2 separate regions of the Anas platyrhynchos genome follow, and region 2 is linked to region 1. The links are chromatin contacts, called in public Hi-C maps. All regions are on one chromosome and are shown on one strand. Each heading gives the region's core, a stretch centred on a gene start, on an enhancer-like site or on the middle of the called end of the contact. The rest is flanking DNA. Distances are from core to core; before and after follow the strand shown. Region 1 overlaps DCUN1D4 (defective in cullin neddylation 1 domain containing 4). Region 2 holds the start of DCUN1D4 (defective in cullin neddylation 1 domain containing 4).

What was found. A called contact is a pair of places that touch in the nucleus more often than the background predicts.
Region 2: a contact with region 1 is called in a Hi-C map of liver, with 1.7 times the contacts expected there. The contact joins the promoter of DCUN1D4 here to the enhancer-like site in region 1. A contact is called at or near these places in 2 of 8 Hi-C or Micro-C datasets (F5 follicle and liver).

Annotation. Positions count from the first base shown.
Region 1 is chr4:52,584,036-52,589,241 of IASCAAS_PekinDuck_T2T, reverse strand. DCUN1D4 (defective in cullin neddylation 1 domain containing 4) reads left to right here. Exons shown (of 13, transcript XR_011809195.1): 10 at 2,223-2,327; 11 at 2,784-2,889; 12 at 3,000-5,206. Among named protein-coding and RNA genes, the nearest start is that of LRRC66, 15 kb to the right of the region's middle. Within about 2 kb of position 3,056, at least 2 of the 8 cell types and tissues checked have an H3K27ac peak or open chromatin away from gene starts, as enhancers often do.
Region 2 is chr4:52,617,591-52,622,796 of IASCAAS_PekinDuck_T2T, reverse strand. DCUN1D4 (defective in cullin neddylation 1 domain containing 4) reads left to right here and starts at 2,341. Exons shown (of 13, transcript XR_011809195.1): 1 at 2,341-2,495.

The sequences.
Region 1 (5,206 bases), core at 1,807-4,306:
AGAGAAGCTGCCGTGAAGAAAATTAATTCCGTCCTAGCTAGACCCAGTACACCGTGGGGAGGTTTCTACTGATTTTGCTGAAAATAAAATGCAAAGGCTAGAAATACCTAACATTAACAAAGAAGTTCAAGGTATTGATGAAACATTTTGAATTGATTGAAAAGTCTTACTAATAGCAAATCTGAATTAGCTGGTGGCCTATCCAAAATAAGTGAAGAAACTTTAAAGGAGGACAGTGGGTAGAGAATTTTCAAGAGGTTCCAAACTGATCTGACAAATGTAGGTCTTAAGGACTTTTTAGACAGACAGATGCTGTGATACTGTTTGAAAGAGAGGCAGGTGTTTCATGGCTTGATGTTTTATCCAAAATATTGGGGGGGGGGGAAGATCTTGAAAAGACTAATAGTATTGTAAAAACAAATACTGAAATTTATCAGAGTTTATCAATATTTTCTGTCTACGGTATCCAAGAAAAACATTACAAGCATCTGGAATGCATGTTAATAATAAAAAGCCCAAAGTAAAGACAATAGGGGCTGATTTAATTAGTACTTGAGTGTGTGGGAAGAATTAAAGTATATAAGTAGTACTGAAAGTAAGATTTCTACTTAAAGATGTTGGTGACAAGTAAGGTGTAAACTGACTTTGGAAAGAGAATTAGTTTTTAGAACTATTTGACACTGGAAATAAGTGAAAGGGTTTGTATCATGCTAATATAAAGATGTCTCTGCAGGTTTCTCTTTCAGCATTATTACTAATTAAAAACCTTTGTTCATCCTAGAATTTACTTTATTTCTCTAGGTCAGATAGAGCGATGTCCCTCTTATATTTAATGATGAGAACATAAAACAGTTTGTGGCGTTTTTGCAGGCCTCCCCACTTCCCTTCCAGAATGAAACTGCATTAAATTCTGTCTACACAATTTTAGAAGTGAGGTGTGTTTGTGTTTCAAATGGTTTCAGGAAGATAGAATAATCTTGTGGCTAAGGCATTAAGTTGTCAGAGAACTGGGCTCTTGCTTTACCACGTCCTTCCTGTGTGATAAAGACAATTTGCATATGTTTTGAGATATTTTTAAAATAAAAACACCAAAACCCCTGTGTATTTTGTTACATGTAGACACATTACTGCACGTCCAGTGGTGAAGCATAGGGCTGAATTTTCTTTGTTTTATGTAGCTGTCTTGCACTGTTTTGTTAGGTGCTCCCTATATCCCTGCTTTTTCTGAAGTTAGACATTCCTGTTTGCAGTCATGAGTGCAAAAGTTACCAAGGTCAACAGTAGTCCATACAGGTTTTTTTTTGTGACTTCATTTCTGAATTGGTAGCTTAATTGCTATAATCAAGATATATGAGGGTGGTTTTTTATATCCAATCTGTCATAAAAATGTGTTTAATTTCAAGGCAACAAATGTAGACGGATTAACTACTTAAACCTATGTATGCGTTACTTTTCAAAATGTGCAGAAGTCATGTTATCAAATACATCAACATCAACTTTTCCACTAATCAGATGTAATGAATCTGCTAGGTACAAATTGTTCTTGTTCTTCTTTAGAAGACAAACTAACCAAACAAACCAAAACCCCACAAAAGCAGCAGCAATCAACAAAAATCTCCTCTCTCCACAAGCCATAAAATACCGCTGTGATGTTGACACAAAACTGGGTTAGTTTTGAGATGAGTCTGCACGTGTGAGGTGTTAGAATATTGTGTTCCCTCTGCTTGTCATCGGTTGAAGAGCAGAGCAAAGAACTTCCTCTGGGCACTCTCACGTAGTGTTAACTGATAGCTGCTTAGCTATCGTCTTTTGGTTCCTGTAGCTTCAAGAATACCTCAGGAAATATGTAGTGGTACTATTTTAAGACACTTATGGCTATGTAGATGCATTCATGCAATGTTGGTAGGGGTGTAATGGCCATTGTTTTCTTGAAGAGTCTTAAGTTGTGAGCAAGAGTATATTCCTCCTCTCAATACTTTCTCAAAAAAATTGTCACTGTTTTAGAAAGCATCCTATCTTTATAGCAGGCCATTAGCTGCGAGGAAGGAAGCCTTACTAGGGAGTTACATTTAAATAATTAAAAAAAAAAAGGTTAGACACTGCTATTTATTAACATGTTTTATGAATGTGTGAACTGTAGTCTAGGCGGTGGGGATGCTTGAAAAATCCCAAGATAGTGCTTTTTTGTTCCTTGACTTTTTAACTTTTTCTGTTTGACACAGGAAAAGGACCAGCGCAGCCTAGACATAAACACTGCCAAGTGTATGTTGGGCCTTCTTTTAGGAAAAACGTGGTCTCTTTTTCCAGTATTTCACCAGTTTCTAGAGGTAAGAAGGTTGAAATGGAATTATTTTATTTTGTCTGCCTTCTCTGACACTAGTTTAATTAGATATAAAATAAACAGCTATGATTTTTTCCTGATTTTTAAAATATACCAACCCCTCCAATACTGTACTTGTAACTGGTTATCTTTACTTTCATCCTGTTCCTCAAATCCCTGTGCTGTTAAGGTTTATTTAACATGGGACAAAGTATAGAATGTCTTTCATTTCCTTCTGGAGTTGTATTCTGTTGATGCATGGTTGTTCACTGAAAGATGCCTTAGTGGGAAACATGACATATTCAACACTGAGTTGACTATTTATTGTCTTTTTAAATCTTGTTTAGTTTTAGTTGATATAAATAAAATCGTAATTCATCAAAAGGCTTAAATTTTCTGTAAGAATATCTGAAGCTGAGGGAGTTGAAAATATATTTCAGTAATTCATGTTTCTTGCCTTAAGCAGCAATCAAAATACAAAGTTATCAATAAGGACCAATGGTGTAATGTTCTTGAATTCAGCAGAACAATTAACCTTGACCTCAGTAATTATGATGAAGATGGAGCCTGTAAGTACTGCCATATGTTGGTGTTGTAAAGTAATTCATTTCTTTGAGATTAATCATTTGGTGTCCTCTTACAAAATTTTGTAAAATGCAGTTATTTGATCTCTCTACAGGGCCAGTATTGTTGGATGAGTTTGTGGAATGGTATAAAGGAAAACAGATGACATAGGAGTTTAACTATGCACAGCCACTCAAGAGTCACTGTTACCACAGTTAATGTCAACCATTAGCCATAAACTGCTATTTGTATCAAAGTGCATGCTGCTTTTCTTGCACTGTGTCCCTTTTGCAGGGAACTTTTGATGTTTGCTATTTAACAAGCTAGCTCTGCTTGCTGTGTAGCATTGTTCTCTTTGAAGGCTGCTTTGCATTTTGTATTTACACTACAGATTGGTGAACTTGCCAGCGTCTTCACTGTGATTATGTGTATATTGCTGTCTAAATTTTGTATATGTGTATAAAAAAAAAAGCTTCAACTAGGGATTATTTCTGCAGAAACGTATTGTAAAAATAATTTTGTGGCATATTTCTAGTCATCACTTACATGTTGAAACTTTAGTTCTTTTGCTTTTCTTTTGGTCTCAAATGTAGCATTTCAGAAAATGAAATGAACAGACTGCTTGGACATAGTTACGCTGAAGAACTATTGTCGATTTCAATGTTACTGTTTGAGATGCCATTTTCTGAGGGGAGAAGACATGCTGTGACTTTCTTCACGGGAATTCGCCAAACATAACCTATTGCTTAATAGGAATGAAACGTTGGTGTCTTAAAAAAAAATAATCATATATATATATATAAATATTAAAACACTGTAATAGTTGTATATGCCACAGATGATTTCCATTTGAAGAAAAAAGTGACTTTTTAATGTTAAAACTGCAGTAGTCATTACAGGTACAAATGAACAAATTAAAGTACCTTTTAAAAATGGGTTTTAGACTTTTGTAAATTGCCTTTGGCATACTCCTTTTAATTTTTGGTGTACCAAGAGTGTTTGGACTATGTTGCAATACAGTGAAATTTTAAAGTTCTAGGTAAAATTAGTGGTCTGGGGAATAGTCTGCTCACCCCTAGCACATAGGTAGTGCAGATTTCTTTCTTTTTTTTTTTTTTTTTATTTGTAATATAAGTCTTTTCCATAGTCTCTAACTTTTGTGTTTCCGAGTAATTAAACCTATTAGATTAAGTAGTTAAAACATTGCTTTTTCTTTCACGCTGGGGATTGAAATTTCCTAGCAGGATGTCCATTGCAGGCAATGGCCATGTTAAACACCAGCATTGCACGACAGTACTTTTTTCTTAGGGACCACATACATCCTATTTTACTAATTTCCTTATTTGCATAGGAGAGTTCTTGTGGTAACTCTGGGGAAGATGAGTGAGAGGAATGATGTTTAATTTCTGTTTTTTTGTTTTTTGTTTGTTTTTTTTTTCTCACACAGTCTTTGCCTTACCCTTCTTCATTAAAAAATGTTAGTGTTGATTTTTATAAATAGGTTCTTTAATTATCTGGTGCTACTAAACATAGAGTCCTAAGGATATAGTGAAATGTTCCATACTCATTCATGGAACATTTAACAAAAAAGGGCCAGTGGATGTTTTGGAACAAAGAATAACATTACTTTTCTGTAGAAATATTTGACAAGGTACTGGCGGTTTTGACATTTCTTCAGAATGCAAACTGGGGTGTTGGGGGGGGGGGGCGAGATGAGTCTTAGGTTGAATGTGAAATATGTGAAATTTTCAGCTGTATTGAAGATCCTATTATAACCGAGTTTGGGAACAACTGTTATTAACTTGACTACTTTCGGGACAAGGTCTAGTTTAGGAAATGCGCATTTGTCTGCTGTCCTGCACTGGGAGGTTGCACCTGTGCTATGGGTGGTCTGATTCTGTTCAAATCTGTTTTGTTGTTGATGGTTTTTGTTTGTCAGAACAAGCTGCCAAAGACAAAAATTGTTTGTGTGTGTTTGTGTATATTTGTATATACATAAATATACAGTCTGTATACATATACAAACCCCAGAATTTCAAGATGCTGATGAGAAAATACTACTCTTCCTCATGAAAAATTCATGTCCGGATTTCCATGACACTAAATAAATAGCATTCTTTAAAGTTAGTAGTGGTAAAACATACATAGTCATTGCTTCTTCTTGTCCTAATACATGTAACCTTAATTCCACGTTGGATGCCAGTTTGCACAAGAATTTAATTCAGTGGTATTTAATGTTTACAATAAGCCTCTTACTAAAACACACGTTTTATTAAGACTTCTGATGTAAATGTGTATATTACCATAGTATAACCACCGTAA
Region 2 (5,206 bases), core at 1,092-3,591, 34 kb before region 1:
TTATCCCCGATCAGTAGTGTAGTGCTGGTAGAGAACATTACAGTATGTACAAGAATAACGCACTGTTGAGGTGTTTCTTTGCAATTCTGAAAGTGAAAAATCTTCTCAGAAAGCTTACATAAAGCTGTTTGTATTGACTTGGGTGTCAGCTACTAGATTTAGAAGCATGATTGCTGGGTTTCTGGTAGTTTGTCTCTTTTCTTTCAATGCCCCATATTGTGCTTTGTTGATGGTTTAGCTGCTTTGTTAATATTCAGCAAATTCTGCTTTATTAACGTTTTAATTTTCAATACAGTTCTCTTCCCCCCTCTGACTTGAAAAACATGTACTGGTTTGTGAGTGTGGTGCCTAAAATGAACTTTCAAGTTCATTTCAAAGCAAAGCAAGATGAACACAGGCATTTGGGACGCGCAGTGACTTTAGCAATTCGGAGTTTGGTAACTTTTAGAATCAAAGGGTTCTCTCAAAGACCTTTCTACACTACGTTTCTGATAGTGAAAAAGGTTAATTTAAGTGTATGGTGCCTTTCTGCCTATATGTTATGCAGTGTATTTCACAGTCAATGGTGCTTTTCATGTGGTTGCCAGTTTAAACTATCAAAAAAGGCAAGCAAACCGAAAAAGTAAACAATGACTTTCTCCTTTAAAAAGAAAAAAAAGTGCACTTTCCCCTCCTTGGGAAGGCCTTTGCAAATGAGTGCAGCTTTAGGTTAGTCCCAGCAGCATGTAAATCAGCTAATGCATTTCTTGCCCCTCCAGGTCTCGGTTAATTATTGCTCTTCTGCATGTTGTTGGGAGCACTTGCATGTGTGTTTAGTGAGCCATGAAAGGATATTGATCTGGCTGAAAAAAAAAAAAAAGGCAAAACAAAAACACAACTTTTTTTTCTCTTGTTTTCTTTTTTTGGTAGGGCAGGGGCAGTGTTGCTCTGTGAGCTACCTCGCTATCTAACTGTCCAAGTAACAGTAATGGCGCAAAAGAAAGGGTGCCAGGAGGGCTAGGATTAAGAGGCTAATGCCAGAACTCCTGAAAGTGCCTTTGCCCTTGAGAGAACGCTTGCTGAACCGCGACCTAATTGCTGTGCTTTATTCCAAGGGTTTCTGTGTTTTGTAAACTCAGGCTTGAAGAGAGGCTCAGAAGTAAAACACAGGCCTGGTGACATAACATCTCCCTGCCTGGAAGCTTGTGTAGTAGTTTACAACAAGTGGCAGCAAGGTGGTAATTTACTCCTCCTTGGGTTTGGACCCGATGTGCAAAGGTTTGAGCTCAAAGGGGCCTCGCGTTTCCTGGCTGGAGCACACGTGCCATCGTTTGGCAGGCACAAACAAAGCCTCTTTTGTCTTTCCTTATGGATTTCTTTGCAGATCTAGTTTTATGAAGGAGAGATTATGCTTGTGCATTCACCTATTCAGAAATATTGTGAACTTGTAATGTGTCACAGTGACAGTGTGATGTGCTTCACGGCTGCGGATAGCAGCAGCTGGAGAAGCTACAGTCTAAGGAAGGGTTTGCAGAGCAAAGCAGTATCTGTCATTTTAGACTTATGAAGAAAACCATAAAAACCTTTATTTTCAAACAAATTGCTTCAGATATAAACAAATAGGTGTGATTTTTTTTCCCTTTATTTTTGGTGGCACCTTCCTTGAGGTTTGTATCGGTTATATATGGCTTAGGTGAAGACTGTGTGTGTGTGAGGATGTATTTTTATTCGGAACCGAACTAAGTCGTTCTCAGCACGCAGTTTTTATTCCGTGTCCTTTTTCCCGTCAGCGTGCCGCCAGCCGGGCCCCTGAGGGCTCTGTTCCCCTCAGCCCCGCGTTACCCCATGGGCTGTAACGCAGCGGTGCCCGGTGAGCGTGAGCTCGGGCTGGCAGGCACAAATGCCACTGGCATGGGGGACGTTGGAAGCATCTGAGAAGTGAACCCCTGCTTGTCCAGTTTTATTTATTTTCCCTTTTAACCAATTTCGCCGTTTTTTCTCCTGTGGAGCCGGGCCTCCGCTCCGCCCCCCCCCCGTCCCCTCAGCCCCCCTCAGCTTCCCCGCCCCGCTGCCACAGCAGAGCCCCGCCCCCCGCCCCGCTCATCCAATCGCAGCGCTCGGTGGGCGCGGCCCTCGGCCTCCGCAGCCAATGGGAGGCGCGGCTGACACAAAGTGGCGTTCTCTGCACGCGCTTTCAAGGCCGGCCATGAGTGACAGCGGGTGCACCCAATCACAGCGGAGAGAGGCGGGGCTAGCCCACGCTGCAGCCCAATAGGACTGCGGGAGCCGGCCGCGGCCGGCGGAGCGAGAGTGACAGCAGCGCCACCCAATCACAGGGCACAACCCGCGGCCTCCGCGGGCGGCGCCAGCCAATGGGCGCCGGCGGTGGGTGGGGCCGGGGAGCGTCCGCGCTTGTGCCGTGCGATTGGGAGAGAGGGGCCGAGGGAGCCGGGCCGGGCCGGGCCGCGCCGTGCGTGCGCGCTGCACGAAAATGCACTCGGATGGCGCCGCTGTCAGTGAGTAGCGGCCGGGCCGCCCCTCCTCCTCGCGGCCGCAGGGGGGCTGCGAGGGGCCGGGGGGGGCCTTGAGGGGCCGGGGAGGGGCCGTGAGGGGCGCGGGGCCGTGACGCAGCTCCCCCAGCTGGGGGGGGGGCGCGCGAGAAACGCTGGGGGGGGGGGAGAGCGCGGTGCATTGTGGGAGCTGGAGTCCCGCCCGCCGCCGCCCCCCTGCGCGGGGAGGGGCCGCGGGACTACAACTCCCAGCAGGCCCTGCGGCGGCGCTCCCCGGCGCCGCTTCTCCCCGGCGGCGGGGCTGCCGTTAGAGCCCCCCAACCGCCGCGCGCCCCGCCGGCCTTCTAGAAAATGCGCCCGGGGGGGCCCGGCGGGGAGCCCTGCCCCAGGAGGACACCCGGAGGGCTCCCATAGAGGCACGTAAACCGTAAACCGCTCCCAAGGGGCTCCGGCGCTTCCTCAGGGCGGGGGGTGAAGGCTGCGCAGCGATTTTTTTTAAAATTTCTCCACAGAAAACAAAAATTGTGCCTCAGCCGTCAGGTGTTGCTGCTGCCCTTTCACAGCGGCCCCTGGGGTATTCGGATCTCCCTCCCCAACGTCTGTATATATATATATACACGCTCCAGGCAGTTCGTTACCTGCTCTATGTGGTATTTAGCAAGGAATGTTTTCCTGAATTAACACGCTTCGTTATCAGTAGATTCATAGCAGTGGTTTTTTTTTTTTTTTTTTATTAAATGCTTGCACGGTTAAGTGGCAGAACGTTCCTTGTGATCCTTCTCTGCCCTTGTGATGTAAGCTGCTGTTGCATTTTTTCGTTTGTTTGTTTTTTCTTGCTGAGACTGAGCATAATGCTTCTCCACATTAGATGAGACGCACAACTTCCCTTTTCTCCATTGCGAGTGTTTGGTTAAAAGTTTCTTCAACTCCAATAAGAATAAACAGAAATGCCTTCTGTTTGCGAGGAATGCAGTAAGCTGAGTTAGGCAACTAAGCAGTCCTCTCGCTGTCTCTTATTTATTCTTTTGTATCAGCATGGGTTTTTATTTCTGCTGTTTCAGCACTTGATTCACATTTGATTTTGTCTGAGTAATTTGTGTTAACTTTAGGTGAGTTACTAATTCTGTAATTTGCTTTTTTCCCCTATCACTTTGGAAATAGGAAAACAAAGACTTTTTTTCCCTGCATCTTGAAGTAGAAGAGGAAATCATGCTTGATTTCTGTAAAATGCTTTGCAAAAAGTGAAGTGCGAGGAAGTAATATACATCCCATGAAAATGTGCAACACTTAAATCCAATTTAAATATTAGGGCACTTAATGGTGATGGTGTATTTCTTTCTCCAATGAGTAATACTACTAACAAAGGCTTCAAGCAGAAGCCTTATTTTAAATGTACCTGCTTGCAAATCCCAGAGAAATGTTTTTTTTTTCATGTTGTCCAACTAAAACCTTTTATTTAAAATGTTAAGTCTGAGATTAAATACAATATCTCATTTTGCCTTGTAAAGTGGTTTAAAAAAGTCCAACAAGCCACATCCCAGTATGTGTATTTTATTTTATTTTTAAATATACATTGTTGTTATGGTCATAAGTCTTTAATTTGCCATCGAGACTGAGCTGCCGTGGCATGTTTCTGTGCCACTTGTTGCAGATGCATGGCTGTACAGACCCTGGGACTCTGCCTACAGCAGGGGCTCGCTGCTGCCCATGAGATTTCTTCTTCCACTGCTCCGCTGCTCAGGGGCTTTGCAGGAGCGCTCTCTAATCCGGTCAGTCAAATTCATCTGGGTTAGCTCTTGCCCCCTGATTATGGTGGCTGAAGTGACACGTTAGATTTTTGCCTGCAGTGGATTAGGAAATGGCCCCTACTGCTGGCAGAGCTGTGGGATCTGTAATTTTGGCAGCTGGGGCAGTAACGCTGGGGTCTGGCGTGGCTGTTCATAGGCTGTTGCAGCTCCCTCATGGTGCATAGCGGGTCTGTGTGGTGCTGGGTGCCCTGGCAGCCTGCACTGGATCTAGACAGGGTTGCATTTCTGCTGAAGCAGCTGGAATACAGGATACAAAGTTTTTATTAGCTTTGTGCCCTTTGTAGGATGACAAACACCACCTAATCTGGCGTGAAGTTGAGAGCAGCGCTGGCAAACTGCTCGGTGGCCATGGCTTTCAGTGATTCAAAATTAACTCACTGATGCTTCTCAAAATGAATTCGGTGGTAGAGTGAGTTAGGCTGGACGAGCGCTTCCCATTAAATGGGTGTAAAACTGGTTCTGTATGGAATGCCTCGTAACTCTGCTGTCCACGATCTTGAGCTGTAGGCTGAAAGAATGTCTGTTCACAACCTCAGCAGCACAAAATCACTGGAGGGCTGTTTGATTGGGTAATATATGCTTTAGAAGGAGGTTTAAATTGGTTCTAATTTTCCAGCGCTTTTACTCATTCTTTTCCAGCTGTGGCGGGTCATTCCGGCGTTGTTATGTTCTGGCAGGAATCTCCCCTAGGAATGCTTATCAGATGCATGCAGTGGGTACACAAATGGTGGTGTTTGCAGCAACAGCCAGATTGCACCATAAATGCACTCAGTGCTGGGTCTTTTTTCTTTTTTCTTTTTTTTTTTTTTTTAAAAAGCCACAAAACATGAGGCAGTGTGCAGGGTTTTTAAGGAGTATCTGTTGGTATAGGCCTGACTTGTTCCAAGTCAATCAAGGATAAATGGAAAT